Regions from separate parts of the Mus musculus genome. Here regions 2, 3, 4, 5, 6 and 7 are each linked to region 1. A link is a contact called in public HiChIP or PLAC-seq, Micro-C and promoter capture Hi-C data. All regions are on one chromosome and are shown on one strand. The core of a region is the stretch at or near the end of the contact, and the rest is flanking DNA. Distances in the headings are between cores, read along the strand shown.

What was found. Promoter capture Hi-C pulls out the DNA fragments that hold promoters and counts their contacts. A called contact is a pair of places that touch in the nucleus more often than the background predicts. HiChIP or PLAC-seq counts read pairs in DNA pulled down with a chosen protein or histone mark. Capture Hi-C pulls out chosen DNA fragments and counts their contacts.
Region 2: a contact with region 1 is called in an H3K4me3 HiChIP or PLAC-seq map of bone marrow-derived macrophages, with 4 times the contacts expected there. The contact joins the promoter of Septin1 here to the promoter of Kctd13 in region 1. A contact is called at or near these places in 12 of 39 promoter capture datasets (the 3T3-L1 cell line, the C10 cell line, cranial neural crest and 6 more), 2 of 484 Hi-C or Micro-C datasets (B cells and bone marrow-derived macrophages), 7 of 115 datasets of contacts at active chromatin or transcription factors (bone marrow-derived macrophages, embryonic forebrain, embryonic hindbrain and 3 more) and 4 of 9 other capture datasets (adipose tissue, liver, macrophages and 1 more).
Region 3: a contact with region 1 is called in a promoter capture Hi-C map of embryonic stem cells, with 2.9 times the contacts expected there. The contact joins the promoter of Itgal here to the promoter of Kctd13 in region 1. A contact is called at or near these places in 7 of 39 promoter capture datasets (embryonic stem cells, fetal liver, hippocampal neurons and 2 more), 2 of 484 Hi-C or Micro-C datasets (B cells and embryonic stem cells) and 1 of 115 datasets of contacts at active chromatin or transcription factors (pancreatic cancer cells).
Region 4: a FOXA1 HiChIP or PLAC-seq map of pancreatic cancer cells shows a contact between it and region 1. The contact joins the promoter of Tufm here to the promoter of Kctd13 in region 1. A contact is called at or near these places in 2 of 39 promoter capture datasets (pre-B cells and second pharyngeal arch cranial neural crest), 1 of 484 Hi-C or Micro-C datasets (CD8 T cells) and 1 of 115 datasets of contacts at active chromatin or transcription factors (pancreatic cancer cells).
Region 5: a Micro-C map of embryonic stem cells shows a contact between it and region 1, with 4 times the contacts expected there. The contact joins the enhancer-like site here to the promoter of Kctd13 in region 1. A contact is called at or near these places in 1 of 484 Hi-C or Micro-C datasets (embryonic stem cells), 3 of 115 datasets of contacts at active chromatin or transcription factors (bone marrow-derived macrophages and large pre-B cells) and 3 of 9 other capture datasets (adipose tissue, liver and pancreatic islet).
Region 6: a contact with region 1 is called in a promoter capture Hi-C map of embryonic stem cells. The contact joins the promoter of Cln3 here to the promoter of Kctd13 in region 1. A contact is called at or near these places in 10 of 39 promoter capture datasets (the C10 cell line, the HPC-7 cell line, cranial neural crest and 7 more).
Region 7: a promoter capture Hi-C map of adipose tissue shows a contact between it and region 1. The contact joins the promoter of Cd2bp2 here to the promoter of Kctd13 in region 1. A contact is called at or near these places in 16 of 39 promoter capture datasets (the 3T3-L1 cell line, the C10 cell line, the HPC-7 cell line and 11 more), 3 of 484 Hi-C or Micro-C datasets (CD4 T cells, CD8 T cells and cardiomyocytes), 19 of 115 datasets of contacts at active chromatin or transcription factors (the SCID.adh cell line, SST interneurons, bone marrow-derived macrophages and 14 more) and 4 of 9 other capture datasets (adipose tissue, liver, macrophages and 1 more).

What each region holds. Positions count from the first base shown.
Region 1 is chr7:126,927,333-126,930,800 of GRCm38.p6, reverse strand. It overlaps Kctd13 (potassium channel tetramerisation domain containing 13), which reads right to left and starts at 1,922. Exons shown (of 6, transcript NM_172747.2): 1 at 1,503-1,922; 2 at 1-168. The coding sequence starts at 1,746. It also overlaps a transcript of Tmem219 not described here.
Region 2 is chr7:127,217,092-127,220,299 of GRCm38.p6, reverse strand. Septin1 (septin 1) reads left to right here and starts at 1,855. Exons shown (of 11, transcript NM_017461.2): 1 at 1,855-1,893; 2 at 2,069-2,159; 3 at 2,243-2,329; 4 at 2,558-2,681. The coding sequence starts at 1,891.
Region 3 is chr7:127,294,607-127,297,868 of GRCm38.p6, reverse strand. It overlaps Itgal (integrin alpha L), which reads right to left and starts at 1,609. Exons shown (of 31, transcript NM_001253872.1): 1 at 1,346-1,609; 2 at 152-251. The coding sequence starts at 1,400.
Region 4 is chr7:126,485,684-126,488,788 of GRCm38.p6, reverse strand. It overlaps Tufm (Tu translation elongation factor, mitochondrial), which reads right to left and starts at 1,434. Exons shown (of 10, transcript NM_172745.3): 1 at 1,299-1,434; 2 at 1,007-1,201; 3 at 363-529; 4 at 35-139. The coding sequence starts at 1,341. It overlaps Gm46001 (a long non-coding RNA gene), which reads left to right and starts at 2,275. Exons shown (of 3, transcript XR_001778288.1): 1 at 2,275-2,307; 2 at 2,458-2,629.
Region 5 is chr7:127,252,910-127,256,291 of GRCm38.p6, reverse strand. It overlaps Zfp771 (zinc finger protein 771), which reads right to left. Exons shown (of 3, transcript NM_177362.4): 3 at 1,420-2,487. The coding sequence ends at 1,675. Among named protein-coding and RNA genes, the nearest start is that of Dctpp1, 6.1 kb to the left of the region's middle. Within about 2 kb of position 2,036, at least 368 of the 459 cell types and tissues checked have an H3K27ac peak or open chromatin away from gene starts, as enhancers often do. A contact at or near this core is called in bone marrow-derived macrophages, embryonic stem cells, liver and 1 more, where this site is marked.
Region 6 is chr7:126,584,562-126,587,849 of GRCm38.p6, reverse strand. Cln3 (ceroid lipofuscinosis, neuronal 3, juvenile (Batten, Spielmeyer-Vogt disease)) reads left to right here and starts at 2,033. Exons shown (of 18, transcript NM_001146311.2): 1 at 2,033-2,555. It overlaps Apobr (apolipoprotein B receptor), which reads right to left and starts at 2,842. Exons shown (of 4, transcript NM_138310.1): 1 at 2,782-2,842; 2 at 39-2,474. The coding sequence starts at 2,838.
Region 7 is chr7:127,194,380-127,197,822 of GRCm38.p6, reverse strand. It overlaps Cd2bp2 (CD2 cytoplasmic tail binding protein 2), which reads left to right and starts at 1,746. Exons shown (of 7, transcript NM_027353.4): 1 at 1,746-1,894; 2 at 2,362-2,462; 3 at 2,665-2,800; 4 at 2,922-3,079; 5 at 3,182-3,443. The coding sequence starts at 2,385. Tbc1d10b (TBC1 domain family, member 10b) reads left to right here. Exons shown (of 9, transcript NM_144522.5): 9 at 1-364.

The sequences.
Region 1 (3,468 bases), core at 673-3,172:
GCAGCGCCAGCTGACAGTCTTCAATCAGGCCCTGGACCAGGTAGTATCGGGCTTCACCTAGCAGCTCCCCGAGTTCTCTGGCACTCTCAGGCAGTGGCACCGACCCGTCCCGCAGGTAGTTGAGAATTGTGCCAAAGTGGCGGCCACTCCGGTCAATCAGCACCCAACCTGGTGGGGTGGGAAAAGGCAAAAGGAAGGATGGCTTGCTGGAGGCACTGGGGCTAATACATTGTTAGAAACTGATTCCAACGCCATAGGAAAACCTATATATGCCTGGCGCCACACCCCTTTAATCTCAGTATCTGGAAGGCAGAGGCAGGTGGATCTCTTGAGTTTGCGGCCAGCCTGGTGGTCTACAGAGTGAGTTCCAGCAGCCAAGGTGACATGAAAAAAACCCTGTGGGGACAGGGAGGCAACAAGAACGACAACAAGAAAACCTAATACTTACCTGTTTCAGACCTCTGCCATGTTCAAAAACTGTTTCAAACATCTCCAGTGTATCATACACACACCTGCCACGGAACAGATCCCTCCCAAATCTGCTGGGCAGTCAGAAGGCTCTCACCGTGGGAACGTTGTTTTAAAGTCAGGATCTCATTATGTAACCCAAACTGAGTGTTAGCAGTATAGGCAGGAGGCACCAGGCCCAGCTCACCATGGGGGAGATTCTTACCAAATTACCTTATCAATAAATGTAACCCCTTGTATTCATTTTAACCATCTAATTTAATGAAAAATGCCCACTTCAATCCTCCGGTTCACAACGATGAAGTAGTAACATTACTTGGAATACCAAGAATTACTGTGATTACATGAGATTTTCTTGCTTACTGGTCATTCCTACTCCATGCCCTCCCCAACTCCCTGCGGGGTGTGGGGCTAACTCCCCAAGATTCATCATTTCCCTTTACCAAACTTTCTCTAGCAGTAACTGACGCATCACAATACTAATCAAATAAGTGAATTTTCATCTTCGGTATTTGAAAGCCGAACTTCACCTCCTAAGTGTTTGCTTTTATCTATGTTAAGCCCTTCCCCTTAAAGCTATTCTACAATAAGTGAGTCCCAAATTTAAGGCAACACTCCCGAGAAGGTTAAGGTTCACCTGTCAAGAAAAGCTGCGCCCTTCACTTCGCATTCATGGATGATTCCTAGAGTGCGGGCACTGGGCACTTGTATTAGAGACAGACCAAATCTTTCCGTTCTCGAGGCTACCTGGGGCGGTTCTACCGCAGAGAGGCAAACAAAAGGCTGGGCAGTGGGAAGTAAGTGATAAAGGTTGTTTGAGGGGTACTGCTTGCAGTAGACCTGGTTCCTTGGCTGTTTGAACTAAGGGAAGAAGAGCAGATAATCGGCAATGGAGCGCTTGGCAGATGTTACTGCTGGAAGTAAAGGATTGGGGAAAGAGAGAGATTCTGAATTAGGAAAAGATAAGATGGGACTAGGGAGCCTGGAATGAACTGGGAGCTGGAGGGCAGCACGTGTACCGGCGGCACGCATACCTCCCGCGTCTGTGAGCACTTCAACGCGGCCGCTGAACATGGCCTTGAGCATGGTGTCCTGCCCCGTGAGGGTGCGCAGCGTGGTGTAATGCAGCGAGCCGCCCACGTTCAGCTTCACATACTTGCTGTTCGGGGTGAGGGGCTTCAGACTGTACGAGGGGGAGCCAGGCTCCACACTCGAGGGGCTAGGGGACTCCAAGCATTCGGCCGCAGCCGGCGCCGGGCCCGAGGCCTCGGCCGACATGCCAGTGAGCGGACGCGGGTGGCAGTCGGAGGCCCTCTCTGCGCCCCGGTCCGGTTCCCTGAGATCCCGCGACTCCAGCGCCGGCGCCCGGCCGCTCGGCGCACACGCCCACTCTCCACAGCTACTCCGCGACGTCCACCAGCCGCCCCATCGCGCGCTCTCTCCACCCGGAAGCCGGCGCGCGGAGCTGCGCAGGCGCGGCCAGGCCGAGGGCCGCGTCTCGGGGGCGGAGCCAAGAACCGGGGCGTGCGCAGTCGGTGGCGCCGTTGCAGTCCAGCCTGCGGGTTGGGGGGTGTGGTGTTCTGAGAAAACGTCTAAAGGATCCTTTGCCCCCTTGTTCATGTGGATGGAGAATACCGCAACCCGTGACGATTTCAGCAGCGCTTCATTCGCGTAAAAAGAAACAAGCGCAGAGGCTGAAGGTTGAGTATAGTTTTCCTAGCCCAGCTCAGTGCACTTGACAGACTGTTAGAAGAACCGTCAACAAAATGAAAGTTCACCGCGCGTGGTGGCACACACCTCTAATCCCAGCACTCGGGAGGCAGAGGCAGGCAGATTTCTGAGTTCGAGGCCAGCCTGGTCTACAAAGTGAGTTCCAGGACAGCCAGGGCTAAACAGAGGAACCCTGTCTCGAAAAAACCAAAAACCAAAACAAAAAAAAAAAAAAAAAAAAGAAAAAAGAAAGTTCTCCAATGAGGCCATAGGGTTTCCAGGGGACTCACAGGTTAGAAGGCGGGTGCAAAGAGTTCCCTGAAGGGAAAAGGATAGAGACCTGAATTACATATAACTAATTTTAGCCCTGGAGGCTGAGGCAGAGAGATTATGAGCTCCAGGGGATCCTGGCCTATACAGTCTTACCTATCTCAAAGCAAAAGGAGAACCATTAGGCAGGAACGTGGCGATTACAAGAATAAGACTGGACAAGCTAGTGAAGGTCTTAGAATCCCAGCTGTCATGAGACCTTCCAAGGAACCCCAAAAGAGAAGAAGGTATAGGGCATTGTGAACAAGAGGTGATAGCTGAGGTATTTAACAGCCTGCCCTAACGTCTGGAAGGGGTTTTGTCTTGGATGTTTAAGCAAAGTCAAACCAGGCAGTGTTGGCTCACACCTTTAATCCCAGCACTCAGGAGACAGAAGCAGGTGGCTCTCTGAGTTCAAGTCCAACCCTAGTCTACATAGAAAACCCCTGTGTCGGGAGAGAGTTCCAGTTTCTCTTCTCCAACTCTGTCACCAGCTGACTGGAAGATCTGGGCAAAGCTCCTCTCTCTGGGTCTGGTTGGTTCTTTTGCTGCTCAGTCAGGGGTACAAATCTAGTGTTGGCTCTGGAGAGGTAGCAGTGTGGAGAAGCAAAGTGGCTGTTAGAAGATGTTATCAAGAAATGTGTCCGGCACTGAAGAAACTTGTGTTCTGCCAAGAGGGATTGCCAAGCCTGCTCTCCCTACCAGGTGGAGCAGTGAGAAGGTAATTCTTGACTGGAACTTGCTCTCCTCCCTGAAGCCTTGCTGTTGCCAGGACTGGCCTAGCACCCATAGCGAGGCTGTGGCAGTGGCTTGGTCAGCTCAGTTTTACAAAACACCAATTTCAGGCAAATTCACACTCTGGTGGATAAGAAGCATATTCCATAATCATATCTGAACACAAAATGACCGAATATAACTCTCTCCTACAAATGCTAATTCTTTACTGTAGGAGGCATGGGGGAGGGGTCCTTGCACTCACAG
Region 2 (3,208 bases), core at 606-3,105, 290 kb before region 1:
GTAAGGTACTCTTGGTCAATAGTGTTTTATCACAGCAACAGAAAGTAGCTGATACACTTGACCTGCATCACCATTCCAGCCCCAGCCCTGCCAGGGTGAAGATGGAAGCTCGGGGACTGGAGAGATGACACAGTGGTTAAGAGCACTGGATACTCTTCCGAAGGACCTGGGTTCAATTCCTACCATCCGCATGGTAGCTCATAACTGTTTGTAACTTCAGTTCCAGGGCATCTGAAATCCCTTCTGGCTTTTATGGGCATCTATGTGGTCATTTCATGCTTGTGGTGCACAGACATATGTGCAAGCAAGCAAACACCCATACAAATAAAACAATAAAATAAAATGGTTTTTTAAAAAGGGGTTTGAGGGGCTGGTGAGATGGCTCAGAGGTTAAGAGCACTGACTGCTCTTCCGAAGGTCTCCTGAGTTCAAATCCCAGCAACCACATGGTGGCTCACAATAATCCGTAACAAGATCTGACGCCCTCTTCTGGAGTGTCTGAGAACAACTATAGTGTACTTACATATAATAAATAAATAAATCGTAAAAATAAATAAATAAAAGCCTTGAGAGATGGCCTATTGGTTAACAGCACTGACTGCTCTCCCAGAGGTCCTGAGTTCAATTCCTAGCAACCATCTGTAATGGGATCTGATTCTCCCTTCTGGGTGTTTGTGAAGACAGATCACTCGTGTGTGTGTGTGTGTGTGTGTGTGTGTGTGTGTGTGTGTGTGTGTGTGTGTGTGTGAGAGAGAGAGAGAGAGAGAGAGAGGCCATCAGGCAAAGAGGGACAAACAAACCTTGCTTCCCAAGACTAGAAGACTAGAGTGCAGACTGCATTCTGATGTAGAGGGGCTAGGGGCGTTGGGGGAGCAGCTCTCAAGAGTTTGAGCTGTGACTTCCTGGGTCTGGATCTTGAAAGCCTTTCTGATAGTTGTGACCAAATACCAGGTCTGCACACACCTGTAATCCCAGCCCTGGACAGCCAGGGACAAGGCATAGTAGATCAAGAGCTGAAGGTCATTCTGACAACAAAGTGAGTTTGAAGCCAGCCTAGGCTTCCAGGAGATCCAGTCTCAAAAGCAAGACAGCTGTAATGGAGGTACACGTGGGCCTGGAGTCCTAGCTTTCAGGAGGCTGATTCAAGGCCTGACTGGATAGACAGCAAGACCTTTGACAGTCCTGTGTCAAAATGTCCAAAATCCATTGGGAGCTGGGAGTATAGTGGAGTTGAGCACAGCAGTACCCATGACTTGAGTTCAATCCAAGCACTAAGACCCTCAAAAAGAACCCATAGCCTGAGCCTGGAACTGTTAGTCACCTACCTCCAATTCTATCGTGGTTTTTATGTTCGCTCACACCCTGGGAACTTTTTTTTTACTTTTTGCAAATCATCTTGCTCAACTCTTATCAGACTTGCTAAGGAGAACATCTTGCTTCCTTTCTTTCTGTCCATACCCACCTCTCACCATGATGATGAGGGCCATGGTAAGTCTCATCATAAAGCCATGTGGAGAATGAAGGGGCTGAAGCTGTATATAAGGTGGCGGGAAGAGATGCATCGGGGCTTATCAATTCAGAGGGTGCCACTCTTACAGAGGACCCAAACTCAGCTCCCTCTGTCTATGCCAGGCAATGCTCAGCTCCCTGTGACTCCAGGTCCAGGGGATCCAATGCCCTGTTCTGGCCTCTACTTGTGTGCGCAAAGAATAAAATCTTTGGACTAAAAGAAAAGGGATGGGCATGGGTTCTCACCTCTCTCTAAGCAGCTCAGCTTCCTGCACTGCCCCCTCACTCCACCCCCCCCCCTTTGTTTGACACCGTTCAACTTCCTGCCCCACCAGAGGAAGTGGGGAGCAACACCAGGTGCAAGCGACAACCAGCAGAGCCATGGTGAGTTCTCGGGGGCCCAGGAATCTAGTCATTCAGGGCCAGCTCTCTCCCTCGAGGGTCCCCAGTTCAAAGTTAACCCACAGTAAGTGGCCTTACTAGCTTTTGGGCTCAGGTGGTACTGGGGCACTCCCTGCCATGTCCAAGAACCTCATATTGTCTCCCTTTACCCCCACAGGACAAGGAATATGTGGGCTTTGCTGCCCTGCCCAACCAGCTGCATCGCAAGTCTGTCAAGAAGGGGTTTGACTTCACACTCATGGTGGCAGGTCTGTGGGTTCTGGAGGGGGTGATGTACTTATGAGATCATGGCCATCCTCCTGTCTGACCAGTGGGCCTGTCCCGTACACAGGGGAGTCAGGCCTGGGGAAATCCACCCTCATCAACAGCTTGTTCCTCACCAACCTCTACGAGGATCGGCAGGTGCCAGATGCCAGTGGTAAATCTACCCCGAGTCTCCACAGGCTTCCCATCCCCACTGCTGTCCTGGCTTCCCTCTGTGCTGTCCCTGGCCTCTTCCTGTGTTATCAGGCTGCATTCTTTTTCTTTCTATCTGGGGACTTTGGTGGCCTCTGGTTTTCTCTGAGATGGTTTCCTCCCCTGAAAACACATGTGGGAATGGAGCCCTGCTTCAGAGCCCTACGCAGCCAATTCTCTGTCCCCATAGCTCGCACGGCACAAACTCTGACCATTGAGCGCCGGGGTGTGGAGATTGAGGAGGGAGGTATCAAGGTGAAGTTGACCTTGGTGGACACGCCTGGCTTTGGGGACTCTGTGGACTGCTCAGACTGGTGAGAAGGGGGAGGGGCAGGAGCTAAGCCTTTCTTCCATTATGGAAAACCAGAGGTCAGTTGTAGGGCTGGCTTGTCACAGCCCCTTGACCCAAAAGGGGGCACCTGTTTCTGGTAACAATCTAGCCCAAAGTATCCAGTGTTTCTTGTTTTGAGATAAGGTTTTTCTATGTAGCTCAGGGACCTCAAATTCACTGTGTAGCCCAGACTGGCCTGAAACTCAAAGTCCTCCTCCTGAGATTACAGGTATATATATGCATGCCTGGTTTGTTCGATGCTTTTGTTGTTGTTGTGGCTTGTTTTTGTTTTTAGCCATGGTGTCACATTAGCCCTAGCTGGCCTGGAACTCACTATGTAGGCCATGGTGGCCTCAAATGTGACAATCCTCCTGCCTCAGCTTCCTGAGTGCTGAGATTACAGGTGTGCAGCCACCACATTCTGATGTCTCATGTACTGTGGCCAGCTGTCCCTGATGGCTTTGGTTAGGAGCAAAGAAATGACTTGGGACTGCACAGTCCTGGTTAGCT
Region 3 (3,262 bases), core at 360-2,859, 370 kb before region 1:
CCTTGCTCCTGTTTCAAAGATTCCACCTAGCAGACACTCGCAGAAGAGAGGCCAACCCCTGACATGGGACAGTCCCCACCCCTACCCCTGGGCAGATGTGGGGCCCTGCATACCCTGCTGCTGGAGGGTAGTTGAAAGAATAATAGCTCACCCATCTTCAATCTGCAAGACCTGGTACCCAAAATGTCTTCCAGCTTGTGCCAAGAAGCTCTGCGTAGGCCGTGTGTCCAGGTTGTAGCTCCAGGCCTTGGCTGCGGGGAGCAAAGCAGTCAGCTGCTCCCTATCTGGACCCCCCCCCCCACACACACACACCCCACACACACACAGACCACACACACACCCCCACACACACACACCCCACACACACAGACCCCCCCCACACACACAGACACACAGACACAGACTAGTGCTGCCTCTGAGGCCTGTTCCTCCAAACCCACTCATGCTCTGAGGCTGCCTACACCCAAGCACAGACTGGTGGCGCCAGGACTTTCCCTCTGAGGCCTGGACTAGAGACTAGGAGACTACACAGTCTGTCTCCCAGGGTAACTCCTCCCAGACCCAGAGGACTCAACTTCCCCTTGGACCTATTGGGAAAGAAGGAAGGGTAAGAAGGCGGAGGCCCATGAGAAAGAAGCCAGGGAGGGGGCCTCCAGGCATAGAATGACCAAGTTCCCAGGCAGGGACTGGGAAGAGTCTGCCCTGAGGCCCCATGGCTGCCACACTGACTGCGCTTCTCTGGGCACCTTGCATCCCAGCACCTGAGAAGTGACCAGCCTCATGGAGTCACCATACCCAGAACCCAGCAGGTGACTTAAGTTTCCCAACTCTACCCACCAGACATAGGTATCTCCCGACCTTTTAAAATCCAACACCGCCCCTCCCCCATCTTAGGCAGCTAGAGTGCCCTCTGCAGCCTCTAAACTGTCCTTTTCTGGTCCAACTTTCCTTACAGAAAGACTTATAGCACCTTGTGTCCTGGATATCAGAGATGAGGGTACCCTCTTCACCTCCCTTCAGGTGCCCAAAACTCCCAAGCAGACATAATACAAAGGAGGTGGAGTAGAAACCTAACCCAGCCTTCTCCCATCCTGAGTCCTTCCAACCATCTACCTAAACACGTGAAGGCTCACTCCACCTCCCACCCGCTCTTCCTTCCACGCCCTTCGATATCATGCTTCAAGTTTGTGTAGGTTCCCTCTTCTCTCTCCGGGATTCCTGGGTCCCACATCACCTATACCGTCCATCCCCTGGAGTGGCTCCTCATCTTCTTTGGCTCTACAGAGCCTTCTGGTTTCCCCTGTCACAGACAACGTCCCTTTCCCCTCCCTCCTGGATTTCCTACCAAACAGCTGGAGTCCCAGTAGCAAAAGTCTGGGGCCCGCAATCCGGAAACTCATCTGCGCTTAGGAGGGACCTGTGGGTCCGGACTCGATCTCAGAGAGCTCTTGAGATTTGCTGGCAACCTAGACCCGGGAGGAAGAGGGAAATGGTGGCTTCTCTTGCATGGGGCCCCTTCCAGTGGAACTTTCTCAGGGCTGCCAGGCTGATGACACTGGGTGGGGGTGGAAGGAGGGGGTGCGCTCCTGTCCGGGTTGTGAAACCTCTCTGTTCAGAGAGGAAGTATAAGCAGGTTAGATACATTTCCTGTGCCTACTTGCATTTTCACATCATCCAAGAGCAGACAGCAAGGCGGTTAAATTACTGCCACTTCAGCTAGGCAACCTCCGCTCTCACACCAGGCCCCGGAAGATTCTTCAAAGCCTGATAGAAGGGAGTAGGGAGTAGACTCGGGGGAGGGAGGGGTAAGGGGGGGGGAGGGGAGAAGTGCTGTAATTATATTATCTAAAACAACAAACAAACAAACAAACAAGCCAGATAGAGGGTTGCTCAGGAAGCATCCCTAAACCGTCCCTGCTTGAACCACACAGGAAGATTGTGGGTGACAAAAGGATGCATGCAGAAAAGAGAGCCTGGAGCAAGCCACAGAGCTGCAGGCTTCAGAGCTAATTTCTTTTTTCTTTTCTTTTCTTTTCTTTTCTTTTCTTTTCTTTTCTTTTCTTTTCTTCTCTTCTCTTCTCTTCTCTTCTCTTCTCTTCTCTTCTCTTCTCTTTTCTTCCTCTCCTCTCCTCTCCTCTCCTCTCCTCTCCCTCTCCTCTCCTCTCCTCTCCTCTCCTCTCCTCTCCTCTCCTCTCCTCTCCTTTTCCCTTCCTTCCCTTCTCCTTCTCCTCCTCCTCCTCCTCCTTTTCTTTTTTTCACATTTTTTTTTCCCAAGACAGGGTTTCTCTGCGTAGCCCTGGCCACCCTGGAACTTACTCTGTAGACCAGGCTAGTCTTGAACTCAGAGATCTGAGATCTGCTTACCTCTGGGATTACTGGTATGCATGCACTACTACCATTTGGTTAATTTTGTTTCTTTTTTTTTTTTTTTTTTAAAGATTTATTTATTTATTATATGTAAGTACACTGTAGCTGTCTTCAGACACTCCAGAAGAGGGAGTCAGATCTTGTTACAGATGGTTGTGAGCCACCATGTGGTTGCTGGGATTTGAACTCTGGACCTTCGGAAGAACAGTTGGGTGCTCTTACCCACTGAGCCATCTCACCAGCCCCTAATTTTGTTTCTTAAAAAAAAAAAAAAAGAAAAAGAAGCCAGGCGTGGTGGCGCACACCTTTAATCCCAGCACTCAGGAGGCAGAGGCAGGCGGATTTCTGAGTTCGAGGCCAGCCTGGTCAACAAAGTGAGTTCCAGGACAGCCAGGGCTATACAGAGAAACCTGTCTCAAAAAAACAAAAAACAAAAAACAAAAAAAAAAAAGAAAAAGAACTCAGGACACAAAGACAACTCGATAACAACTTTAAAAAGACAACTTTTGAGGGATTCTTTTTTTATTTCTTTTCTTAAAAAAAAAAATCACTGGGCCCATGGGATGTTTTTTTTTTTTTAAGAAAAGAAATAAAAAAAGAATTTGAGGTGTTAGCTCCACCCAAAGAGCCCACATAAAGGTCAAGGTTGTCTTCTGCCCTTCACATGTGTTCCCTGCTCCCCGTCGTACACACATAGTAATTTTTAAATATTCAAAGTTTTATAAATAAATATATTTTTCAAAATCAAAAATAACAATAATTTTCCTAGTGCAGGGATCAAACTGATGCATTCTATTGCAAAGCTTTGCCCCTCAGTTCATATTATTTATGGGGGGCGGGGTGTTGTTGTTTTGTTGGGTTTTTGTTTGGTTGGGTTTTTTTTTCATTTTGTTTT
Region 4 (3,105 bases), core at 185-2,684, 440 kb after region 1:
CTCACGGATGTCCATCCCACTCAGACCCCAGTACCTGTTTAGCTAGCAGTAAGTGCTCTCGGGTCTGGGGCATGGGGCCATCATTAGCTGCCACCACCAGGATACAGCCATCCAGGGGGGCAGTGCCTGTGATCATATTCTGGGTGGAAGAGGAAGAAGGTCAGCTTAGTTCAGGGACCTCTTCAACATGCATCCTCTAATGAGAAGTAGCTGTGAAGATCTCCATCTCTCTGCCATGTCTTCACCACCCACAGCCACAAATCCTTGTTCTTATATTCAAACACCGCCACTATTTTATAACCTCCCCCCCTCACACCTCCACTGAACGGAAGCAGGTGCTGGCTGTCCCCAGCAACCCTCACCTTAACATAATCTGCATGACCAGGACAGTCTGTGTGGGCATAGTGTCGGGCAGCAGTGCTATACTCCACATGGGCTGCATTGATGGTGATGCCCCGAGCTCGCTCCTCTGGGGCATTGTCTATCTCCTCGTACTTCTTGAACTTAGCTCCACCTCCCTCGGCTAGAACTACCGGAGGAAGAGAACACACCTCTCAACTCAGGGTCAGAGCTACAGACAAGGCTCGGGGCACACGCCTGAACCCCTCATACAGAAACAATCTGGAAGGATAAATCTCTGTTAAATCTCAATTCTAGGAAATCTCAAATGTAATTCTAGGAAAGATAACTTTGTAAGACAGTGAGAGAATTTCCTAAGGTGTGTGCTCATCACAGACGCTTCCAATTCTTCGCTGACAGCATCTCTTTACAGACCACTCTACACTGGATGGAAACCATTCACAGTTTTCATTTTATGCCTCACAGAGCTCTTCCTGTACAGGGAAACCTGTCTCCTGCATCTTCCCACCAGCCTTCGTCCCAAGTGTCTCTTGGAGCCATGCTAAAGTTCAGCGGACTACAAGACACCCACCCTACGCTCTAGTTCTGACTCTTCCAGCTGACAGGACATTGCCCGACGCCTCCAACCCAACCCAACCCTACTCACTTTTCGTGATGGCTGCAGTCAGGGTGGTCTTGCCATGGTCCACATGTCCGATGGTACCCACATTCACATGGGGCTTGTCGCGTACATAAGTCTTCTTGGCCTCCACAGCTAGGCCGCGACACAAGAAGGGTGATGCGGGAGCCTTCAGCGGCCGCAGCCGACCTTGCAGAAATGGGGTCGGGCTGGCGCAGAGACCTGCGGGGAAAGGCACTTGGGAGTCAGGGATCCGAACCCAGCTACCCTCCGCGCCCCTCGCAACTCCGGGCTGCCTGCGTCCAACCCGCCCCCTCACCGCTGAAGCGGGGCGTCGCTCGCAATAGAGTGGCTGCCGCCATTGTGGTAGTACTCGGTGACCGGGACCGGGAACTAGGCACCCGGGGCCCGCGCGTGCAGGGAAGGACGGGCACTTGGGACTGCAGATCACTTCCGGCGGAAATGAGGGTCCGGACAGCGAGTTTAGGAGCCTCTAGCAGACAGTTTCTATGGCCACGGCCACTGATATCCGGGCATGGAGCGGAAGAGGGGGTTTCTGGTGTCTCGCGGGGGACGATGGGGAATTTCCACAGTTCAGCCTGAGGGGGCCGCTTTAGGAGGAAAATGCGGAGCGCCCCATAATGCACGAGCGCCCCCGAAGGCTTATGGGTGTTGTGGTTTCCAGGGCAGCGGGCTTGGGTCAGTTTGTGACAGGCTTTAGCTTCGCCTGGGTTCGGTCCAGAGAGAAGATCTCCCAGCCTGTAAGAGGCAAAATTAACGAGAGTCAGGGATGGAGTCCCGGGAGTTCCAGTCCTTGGCCATTAAATAACTGCCCCCATATCTCTTGCAGGGATCCTGTGCTTTCTAACATTTTGAAGTCAAACCCTCCTCCCCCAATAGTCCTTTGGACGCTTGACAAGCAGTTTTCTTTCCTTTTTCTTCCTTCTTCCCCACTACCTTCCGAGACAGGGTCTCCTTGGCTGGCCTATGTAGACCAGGCTGGTCTTCCAGCTCTAGAGAAATCTCCTGTCTCAGTGCTGGGATTAAAGGAAGTTTTTTTTTTACTGTTAGTTGAATCTTTTGTATACCCAGCAAATGTTTGTTCCCTAATGAATAAGTGGTTTTTGTTTTTGTTTTTTTTTAAGATTTATTTATTCTATGTAAGTACACTGTAGCTGTCTTCAGACACACCAGAAGAGGACATCAGATCTCATTACGGATGGTTGTGAGCCACCATGTGGTTGCTGGGATTTGAACTCAGGACCTTTGGGAGAGCAGTCAGTGCTCTAAACCACAGAGCCATCTCTCCAGCCCCCTAATGAATAAGTGTAAGTATAGTAATGACTTTTAACTGTCACATTCATCTTTTCGCACAGCTTCTTCAACTCTCACAAATAATAGAAGCTTCTTAACTCTGTCTTTCTTTCTGAAATTTACCCTATCAGCTTAATTGACAGTATCTTTTCCAAATGCTGTAGATTCCCTCATTCCATCCCTAGAGAGATGTCTAGGCACAAGCAAGCTACATCACATCTCTTCTAAAAATCAAGTGGAAGGAGATACAGGTACACACTTGTGACCCCAGCACTTAAGACACTGCAGCAGGAAGTCCAGTCCTAAGGCCTGAGCACAGATTGAAACTCTGAAAAGGTAAAGATAAAGGACAATAGAGTGTTACTGGAATCTTGTGCTAGACTCCCCTCAGTCTTTGTGATTTTTTTTTTTTTTTTTTTATCTAACGAATCCAGGCTGGGCAGTGGTGGCACAGGCCTTTTTAATCCTAGCACTTGGGAGGCAGAGGCAGGAGGATTTCTGAGTTCGAGGCCACCCTGGTCTACAAAGTGAGTTCCAGGACAGCCAGGGCTACACAGAGAAACCCTGCCTCGAAAAAAACCAAAAACCAAAACCAAAAAAAAAAAGGGGGGGGAGAGAAGAAATGAGGCAGTTTTACAGGGAGCAGGTTGTAGAAAGAGACCAAGCTAGACACAGTGAAGACAGAAGGAGCCAGAGAGTGAGAAGGAGCCAGAAGTCCAGAACAGATTGCCAGAGTGTTAGTTTGAGGCCAAGCAGAACAATTCAGGAGAAACTGAGAAAAGCCAGAGTGAATCAGTCAGCTTGATGAGGAG
Region 5 (3,382 bases), core at 787-3,286, 330 kb before region 1:
AGCTCCAGCTCCTTTTCCTTCACCTAGACAAATCTTAAAACATGGCTTCTGGAACTGGAGAGTGCTCAGCAGATATGTGTACTTGCTGTCTTTTTTTTTTTTTTTCTTTTTTTTTTTTTTTGTCTGTCTGTTGAGATAAGGTCCCTATGTATTGTTGGCTGACCTGGAACTTGCTGTGTAGACCAGGCTGGCCTTGGACTCACAGAGATGCATCTGCCTGTGCCTCCCAAGTGCTGAGATTAAAGGCATGCGCGACTATACTTAGTACTTGAGGCTCTTGCAGAGGACTGAAAAGTCTTGTTGCCAATGCCCTCATCAGGCAGCTTACAGATGTCTTAACACTACTAGGTCCAAATCTCACTCCATCTTCCTGGTTTGACTAGCACGTGCATTCAAGTATGCACAAATCTACACACTTTAAAAACACAAATAGTACTTCCAGGCTTACGAGATGGCTCATCAAGGCCAATGTCCAGTGACCCAAACTATCCCAGAGATCCACATGGCAGAGGGAGAAAACCAATTATTGCAAGTTGCCCTGTGACCTCCACACATGCCATGGCTCACTGTCCCCCATCCCATCCCCTAATGATATTTAAATCACTTTGGGGCACGGTGTTGCATTGCACACCTGTAACCTCAGCATTAAAGAGACTGAGACAAAAGGACATAAGTTTGAGGACAGCCTGGCAGTGGTGGCACACGCCTTTCATCCCAGCACTTGGGAGGCAGAGGCAGGTGGATTTCTAAGTTCGAGGCTAGCCTGGTCTACAGAGTGAGTTCCAGGACAGCCAGGGATATATATACAGACAAACCCTGTTTCAAAAAATGAATCCCCCCAAAAAATAGGTTTTAAGGACAGCTTGCGCTACAAACCAAAACTACCTTTTATGTGTATGTTTTGCCAGTGTGTGTCTGTGTACCATGTCAGACGTCAGGGCTTTGGGTCCCCTAGGACTGGAGTTATGGATGGCTGTTAAGCCATGTGGGTGCTTGGGATGAAGCCCTGATCCTCTGCAAGGGTTTTGGTTTTAATCCTGTGGTCATCAGTTTCCTTGACAAATGGCACAGTTCCTGCTGTACCGTTCACTAGCTGTCTGCAAAAGTGGAGATAAAATGAGGTTTGGAGCTAGCTATGGTGGTGCATGTTTGTAACCTCAGGATTCAGAGGATCCCCAGTTGAAGCCAGGTGTGTATAGTGAGTCGGCTTAGGGTTAATTAAATGGGGAGAGGGCGCTAATATATTTACATAAGTACTTAAATCTATTTACAGGGCCCCATTTCTCACCTTTGCCATACCGACCCTCAAAGACTGCAAAACACAATCATCTAGCCAAGCACATGTCTTGTTTATGGCTCTTTTCAGAACTGAGACTGAGGCATAGCCAGCCTGGTGTGTGTCTCCCAATCCCAGGCTAGTTTATTGCCCCATTTGGTTCCGTACCTAATGTTCCCCTTCCCACCCACCTCACTTACAGGCATCGTGAGGTGAGGATAGAATACTTTATTCACTCAGAAGGGCCAAGGGAATGTAGTCGGGGACGAGGCATGGTTCTAGGGACCCCGGTATGGCATTCCCTATCTCCCAGTCCCAGAGCACCCCGACCCAGGTGCAGGCATGGAAGGAACAATTCAGGTGCCAGTCCCAAGTGCCCCTCGCTGCCCCGCCGTGGCTCAGCTGCCCTCGCACTCCGGGCAGCGCTCGGTGGGCGTGGCGGCTGTGGCACTGGCGGGTAGCTTGAAGTCTCGGCCGCAGCCCGCGCAGATGTAGAGGCGGCGCCGCATGTGCGCGCGACGGTGGCGGATGAAGTGTGAGCTGAGGCGGAAGCGCCGGCCGCACTCCGTGCACGGGTAGGGCCGCTCGCCCGTATGCGTGCGCGCATGCTCCGCCAGGTTGGAACGGTGGCCGAAGCGCCGGCCGCACACGGCGCAGCGGTGCGGCTTCTCGCCCGTGTGCACGCGCCGGTGCTTGGCCAGCGCCGAGCTCTGAGCGAAGCGCGTGCCGCAGTCGGCGCATGCGTACGGGCGCTCGCCCGTGTGCGTGCGTCGGTGGCGCGCCAGGCACGAACTTCCGCCGAAGGCTCGTCCGCAGTCCGGGCACGCGTAAGGCTTCTCGCCCGTGTGCACGCGCAGATGCTGCGCGTAATTGGAGCTCTGCGCAAAGCGCCGCCCACAGTGTGCGCATGCGTACGGCTTCTCTCCGGTGTGACGCCGCCGGTGCTGCCGCAGGTTCGAGGCGGCGGAGAAGCGCTTGTCGCATTCCGGGCATTGGTAGGGTCGCTCGCCCGTATGCGTGCGGCCGTGCTTGGTCAGCGCCGACTTCTGCGAGAAGCACCGGCCGCATTCCGTGCACGCAAAGGGACGCTCGCCCGTGTGCGTGCGCGCATGTTTGGCTAGTGTGGAGCGGCGCGCAAAGGCGCGGCCGCAGTCCGGGCACGCGTGGGGGCGCGCCGGGTCGGCCGATGGCGCTGGCATCTGGCTGGCAACCTGCAGGGAAAGGGAGAACAGGTCAACCCTAAGGCCCCAGCGGAAACCTCGGTCTCTCGAACACTGCACACTCTTTGCGCCTCAATTCCTTAAATGACTTAATACATCACAACACCAGGTGACATTATAGTTACCTGTGTTCACAAAATTTATTGGGCACGATCTAGGTTATAGAGTTAAGAGACACTGGGGATTTGGCATTAGATAAAAAGTGCCAGGTGTCTGACATTGTAGAGATGAGACAGGAAGATCAAGAGGTCCAGGCCAAGCTGGCACACGCCTTAAATCCCTCCCAGCACTTGGGAGGCAGAGGCCGGTTGAATTTCTGAGTTCGAGGCCAGCCTGGTCTACAGAGTGAGTTCCAGGACAGCCAGGGCTGCACTGAGAAACCCTGTCTTCAAAAACCAAAACAAAACAAAAACAAAAAACCAAAAAAAAACATAAGGAGCCCCTGTTTCGAAACCCGAGTGCTGGTAATGTAGCAGTGACAGCTTGCCTCCTAATTTCCTCAGACCTGTGAGGACTGAATCCGGGGAGGAGTCCCACCTACAAGAGCAATGGGTTAATTGCTGGAGTGCTGCAGACACACATAAGGCTGGGAAGACCCTTGGTTGTAATAGTTATCAGGAGGAAGGAAACACGAGGGTTTCTTATTTAAGGACCTGTAGTGTAAATGAGATGGAGAATCACTGAGGGATTTCTGAGAATTTTGATCAGGAAAGTGACGGTCACACTCTTTGGGAACCCGAATGAAGGAGAAGACAGAACCAGGAGCCTCGTGAGGAGGCTACTGCACTCATCTGACTTGGCCTAAGCCCAGGAAGCAAGTAGAAAGTAGAGCCAGTGAGATGTTGGTTTCTCTCTCCACTTTACAGGTTGAGATAAGAGATGGCAA
Region 6 (3,288 bases), core at 784-3,283, 340 kb after region 1:
TCTGCCTGTCCCTCTCGGGGCCCTGCTGAAGCCCTCACCTCATTCCAGTTGCTGTGAACATCCCCTGGGGCACCTGCCGTGGCCTCAGCCGATTCCAAGGGCCCAGGCACAGCTACTGTGGGGATTTGGTGTGTCTGCTGCCCCTCCTGGTCTGAAGAGTCGTCCAGCGTTTGGATCTCGCCCTCTGAGTTGTGGACCTTCTGCTCTCGCGACTGCCCTCCCCCAGCCTCTTCTTCCAACAGCATCTGATCTCTTAGGAGCCCCTCAGTCTCCATGGGGGTTATGGACCCCTCTGCTCTCTCTGCCTGGGAGCCTAAAGTCACACCATCCGTCCCCCTTATGTCTTCTGCCATTACAGATGTCTCCATCTCTGCCTGCTCCCCCTCTTCAGTCCCATCAATTTCTTGGATATCATAGCCAGACACCTTCTCTGCTGAGCCCACCAAGCCAACTTCCTGTCCACTTTGCTTCTCTGTAGTCTCCTCCAGCTCCGTGCCTCTCCCAGCCTCCCCTCTGCCCTCGGAACACCAGGCTTTCCCAAGCTCTGTTTCTGGAGCCAACCCAGCTTCCCATTTTGGCCCTTCCTCGGTATCCACGGCCCTGATACCCACAATAATCTCCTCAGCCAAATAACTGGTCTCTGTGTCCTCACTGTCTTGCAGGCTCAGAGTCACCTCCTCCAGCCTCCTCTTCCTGCAAGTTCCATCTGCCTCCCAAGGCACTACAGCCTCCTCCTCAGCAGCCTCGTTTTCTGTGGGCTTGGATTCCTCCACTGACTCTTCTGTCCCCGCCTCTGCTCCTTGGCTTCCCTCCAGCTCCGGGTTAAGTGCTACGGAGGTCAGTGCCTCCTCTCCTCCTGACCCGAAGACCTCTGGCTGTTGGGCCTCCTGGCCTCCTTCAGCCCGGATCTCCACTGCCTGCTCGGTTGCAGTCTGTTCCTTGCCTGCTTCAGCATCTGCTTTTACCTCCTGGCTATTTCTGCGGTCCACACCCCTACTCCAGTTTCCCCAGGCTTCTAGCTCAGGGCCTGCAAACCCCACAGGCCCAGGATATTCCTTCAAGCTTAGCACCCGCTCTGGGCTCAGGTCTGGAGCTCCACTAGTCTCTTCCTGACCCTTCTGTCCTTCCTCAAGTTGTTTAGTTAAAGCCTGGGAATGTCTCACCAGCTCAGGGTCCTGTCCTTCAGTGACCTTTACTCTCAATACCTCTGGTGTCATCTGGGCGGCTTCACTCCTCTCTCCCACAAACAACTCCTCAGTGCTGACTTCTGGAGAGTCTTCCCAGTCAGGTTCATCTTTAGCCTCCGTGTCTAGGACTAGCGTAGGCTCTGTGGCCCAGGAGTTCCTTTTCTCCCTGGAGGATTCTTCTGCCCGTACCTCTTCTTCTAGACTCACTCCATTATCCCTGATGGCTAAGTCTTGCCTCTCCTCATCCTCAAAGCTGCCCTCTGTTTCCTGTTCTCCCATAGCCTCCTCTTCAGCTATGTGGCCTTCAGTCATCTCTCCAGTTCTCTCAGCCTCCAGGGTCTGGATCGGAAACCTAACTTCAGCCTCTCTCTTCTCGTCGACCTCATCCTGCTGGTCTCCCTTGTCAGCCTCTTCTAGGACCCAGACTCTCCCAGTAGTTCCTGGGAAGTTGTCTCCTGGGTCTGACCCGTATTCTGTTCCCTGAACTCCTAGGCTATCAGCCCCCTCCCTGTCTGAGACTGTCCAGGCCTCTCTACTCAACATGGCCTGGTCCTCAGACTCGGCCCCGGGGCATTGTGTCCCCTGTGCCCTTGCCCTTTCACCATCCCTCATTGGGACCATCCTCTCCTCTTCCTTGTCAATCCCTTTGGCACCAAACCATTCGATTTCTGCAACCATGTCTTTGGCCACCCAGTCTATCTCTTTGCTGTCCTCTGTCACATGCTGCCCCTCAGTGCCAGCATTCCCCCCAGGCTCGCTGTGCCAGGTTGGCTGTGACTCCACCCCCTCGGCCATCCCTGACTCTGCTGCTCTGACCACCTCCTCCTCTTCTTCCTTCTGTTCACAGGTTCTCAGAGGCTCCCCACTGCTTGCTTCCTCTTCACCGTGCTCCCAGATCTCCTGGGCTGTATTACTGCTCCTGTCTCTGTGAGTCCCAGGCTCTGCCTCAGGCTTCAGTGGGACACTTGGCTCCTGGCCCCTGGCATCCTCAGCTGCCTTCCAGGACCCAGTGTCCTGCCTTTCTGCTTGGGGCCTTGCAGAGCTATCTGCTCTCCACCCCCAGGTCTGTTCACCAGCTAAACTTCCTTCTTGGCATCTTCTAGTCTCTTCGGGTGCTTCTACCCCCTCACTCTGGCCACTTCTAAGTCCCTCCAGTACCTCCTGGGCTTCCTCTCCTACAACCTTCCCCTCAGTCACCTCTCCCAGTTCCTCAGCTGCCTGTGTCTGCCTCTCTACTGTGGGGACTGTGTCTCCTACGAGGTAGGACACAAACGCACTGAAGGAGTCCTAGAAGAGAAGAAAGAAGAGTGAAGGCACTCAGGGGAGGTCTAACCACTTCCCCAGGAGTACACTGTTAACAAAGCCCAGGTAAGAATCAGGGATCTGGACGTCTGCTAAGGGACCCCGACAAGGCCTAGCTTGAATAAGTGGGTACACTTGTAGAGGCAGGAGATTGAAACCCAGGAAGGACTGGGCTAGGAGTCTGGCTGACTGTAGGAAAGGGAGCTCAGGCTTCAGGAGAGGCTGTAAGGGAGAGGAAAGGTGAGACTACGAGGAATGGTGGAAGTTTCGGGTATCTCTCTGCCCCTCTCACCAGTGCTCCCCTCAAAGCCTGATGTAGCCCAGGGAGACGAAGCCGGAGAAAATCCATCCTGCAGGTCTCTGTGTGTCCAGAAAGCTCACAATGACCATCCGTCCCCACCCACGAAGTCCTCCCCAGCACCCAAGACACTTCCTCTTCCCCTGACTCTCCCTGACAAATCTCCACCCCAGGCCCTGTGCACCTCCCCCCTGCTCATGGATGACTTCATGACAGGCAGGGGGATGGCTTAACAGTGTCCAGGTGACTCAGACTCGGGTGCACATCTGGAACTAAAGGGCAGAGGATCGGGCCAGAAAGGGGAAAGGGAAAAAAAAAGTGGAAACAGGAGACCTCAGAATTGGGTATGGGGGAGGGGGCATTCGGCAAGTGCAGCCTGAGTGACTCAGGTCTTGTATTCGCACCTCAGCCATTTCCGCCTCCTCCAAGCCACAGCCTTCAGTGAGAGGAAGCTAGGGTTTGTGGTTCCTGATTTATTTGGGGGAGAAGCTGTAGAAGTGA
Region 7 (3,443 bases), core at 497-2,996, 270 kb before region 1:
GAAAATGAACCTGCTGTTATATCTGTCTCCCGCCTTGTTATTTGAAGAGTGCTGTAGAGTAAGGGGAGTGGGGGAGGCAGGCACAAAGTCTGACTTTCCATAGGTTCAGTCTGCAGGTCTTGGCAGGAACATCTGGACCACTGGTTCTCAATCTTCCTAATGCTGTGACCCTTTAATACAGTTCTTTATATTGTGGTGACTCCAACCATAAAATTATTTTCATTATTACTTAATAACAGTATACTACTGCTATGAATCATAATGTACGTCTCTGTTTTCTGATAGTCTTAGGCAACCTCTGTGAATAGTATTCGACCCCCAAAAGGAGTCACAGTAAACGCTCACTTCATCTCTCATCAACAAACATAGTGGTCCAGCTCCTTCCTCCTCAGCTTTGCCTGGATTCTGCTGCTCCCACTCTCACTGGCCTCCTGGGATCCTCTGCACAGCTTGCAGGACTGGGATCGCCTTTCCAATGGCTTCAGCCCCCTGGAAGCTGAAGGAGGGGCCTGAGAGTGTGTGCAAAACCACCATCTTTAGATTGGGCTGGGTTCTTGGTCAGCAGCTTGGTGCAGTTCCCTGGGCGTCTAGGGTAGACTAACTGCCTGGGGTTCATCCCAGCAGGTACACACAACCAAACTGCGCAGCTCTTGTTTTCTGTGGCTAGATCTTTGCCACACACCCTCTACTCCGGGTCAGGATGATAAAGGTGTGGGCTTCTGTGGCCGTAAAGCTCCACTTGGCACTTCTCAGCAGAAAGGGGATCAGGGTGTGTGGTCTCCAGGTAGAGAAAACCCCCTCCGGATGAACCAGCAGTGCTGAGAGCTGCTTTCTTCAGGGTCCTGTCTGTAGCAAGATGCCCTCCTGGTCTAGAACTTGTGTTCTGTACCCACAGAAGTGAAGTTTCATGATTCACAATGGGAGAAAACCCTGGAGGAGAAAGGCGTGGTCCATCTGGCTGCCCTCTTCCAACTCTAGTAGGATCACCGGAGCTATTTAGCCGAGGGTGGGGACGGGGGTGGAGGCGTTGAGGTTTGAGTTGTTCCCCAGAGCTCCAGATCTAAACCTCACTATTGGGGAAGATCTCACCTGGCCCCAGCTTTGCAGGAGCTGGATCCCAGCCCTTTGGCAGTTTGCTAAGGGATGAGGTAGGCTTCGTGTAACTGATGGGCTTCTGCCTGGTTACAGGCCACGGACGGAAGCCAGTGGCACCTCCTGTGATGGTTGTCCCGCTACAGAAACTAGGAATTAAGTGGGAGAATAGACATGGTGCAAATGACTCCTGGGTTCTAAAAGGGCTTGGTTTGGAAGGTGCCCGAGCGCTTATAATCAGAAGCAGGACTCAGAGAGAAGAGCAAGACTTTCTTTAAAAATAGACGGTCTCATGTTGTATCCCAGACTGTCGTCAATCTCGCGACAATCAATCCTGTTTCAATTTCCCGAGTGTTGGGACTGCGTTAAGATCGGAAGCCCGGGTGTCTACTGAAGGCCACTAGGCGTACAGAACCCTATCCATACATGCAAACGGAAGCCCGAAGCCTCTGTTCGGCCTGTGCCTCTCCATCCAGGCCTTGGGAACCTCTTAGCACACCACGTCCTTATCCTCACTGTAGCCTCCATCGTAGAGGAATAATAAAACATTTCCCGCCATCCTCAAGTCCCGTGAGGCAAGGACGTAGTTCACGCGAGTCTTTGCAGGTCTTGCGTCACTTCCTGCCGCGAGTCGGCCTTGGCTAATGGTATGCATCCGCCCTTTTTGAATAGAAGTGAAGCCACTTCCGGGTCCTATGCCGGTCTCCACGGTTTTTTTCCGGGTGATGAAGGCGGGTGCCCCGGATGTAATACCGGCGAAAGCATCTTTCCTTTTCTTCCCCGCCTGACCCTGGGTTCCTAGGTGAGCACCGGCGGGTAAGATTGTTTGAATCCCCGCGGGTTTGCTTCGCCTTTAGTTTGTACGCCAAGGACATGGCCGAGCAGGTCGCTACGTGGTATTCGGGGATCTAGGCAGCTCCAGCTCTTGGGTCCGACCGGCCTCTGTGAGCACTCGGGTGGGAGAGGTGGTTGAGTTCGGTAGCTCCGGACTGGTAGGGGAGTGGTGACGTAGGGGAACCTGACTCCCCATCCCCGGGTGGGAATACCCGCAGGGTCCACGCGGGGGCGGAGATCCTTCCCATCGCCTCTCCTCCGGGCCTCAGAATTGCCCAACCAACCCCGGACGTCGTGCCTGCTAGTTCTCTCAGATGCTTTAGCGATCTGTCCTCGCTCACATTTACCAGGAAAAATGTTGGTGGCCCCTGCACTCCCCCGCGGTCCTCTCTCCTTACCTCACTTCCTCACTACATATCTTTTTCCGAGGTCCAGCTGGAGGAAATCCACAGCCAATCATGCCAAAGAGGAAAGTGACTTTTCAGGGTGTTGGAGATGAGGATGGTGAAGATGAAATCAGTGTGCCCAAAAAGAAGGTGAGATGGCCAGATTTCGAATTTCCGTGGAGGACTGAGAGGAAAGAAGAAGGAGAAATCTGATGGGAGGAAAGCCGGGAAGCCAAGGAAGTGTTAGTTTTCCCCGGCGCACTGGGTTTGGAAAGATTTGTGTACAGATCCTGGAGTATCTGGGGAACTACCCAGTTGGCTGCATTTCTCATTTGCTTCGGCCTCCTCACAGCTGGTGGACCCTGTGGCTGCAGCAGGTGGTCCTGGGAGCCGCTTCAAAGGCAAGCACTCTTTAGACAGTGATGAAGAGGATGATGATGAGGAAGGGTCCAGCAAATATGATATCCTGGCCTCAGAGGATGTAGAAGGTGAGCTATGTCCGAAGCGTTAACTGAGTTGGGGGGACAAGCCTTCAGGATGGAGGTGGGAGGTGTGCCTGCTTCCCTTTTGCGTGTCTAGCATGCCCCACCCCCAATGTCTTCGGTGCAGGTCAGGAAGCAGCTACTCTCCCTAGTGAGGGCGGTGTGAGGATCACACCCTTCAACCTGCAGGAAGAGATGGAGGAAGGCCACTTTGATGCTGATGGCAACTACTTCCTGAACCAGGATGCGCAGATCCGAGACAGCTGGCTGGACAACATTGACTGGGTGTGGCCCAGGGACTATTCTGGCTGAGGCCTGGGAGTGCAGGTGCAGGGCCTGGGCCCTGGTGGAAGTTTGTAAGAAATTCTAATTATCTTTTCCTTGTAGGTGAGGATCAAGGAACGGCCCCCTGATAAGCACCAGGTTTCAGACTCGGAGGAGGAAGACAGCCTGGGTCAGACTCCAATGAGCGCCCAAGCACTCCTGGAGGGACTTTTGGAGTTGTTGTTGCCAAGAGAGACAGTGGCTGGGGCCCTTAGGCGGCTGGGGGCCCGAGGAGGAGGCAAAGGGAGCAACAGCAAGGGGACTGGACGGCCCAATTCCCCCCAGCGGCTAGACCGGCTGTCTGGGTTAGCTGACCAAATGGTGG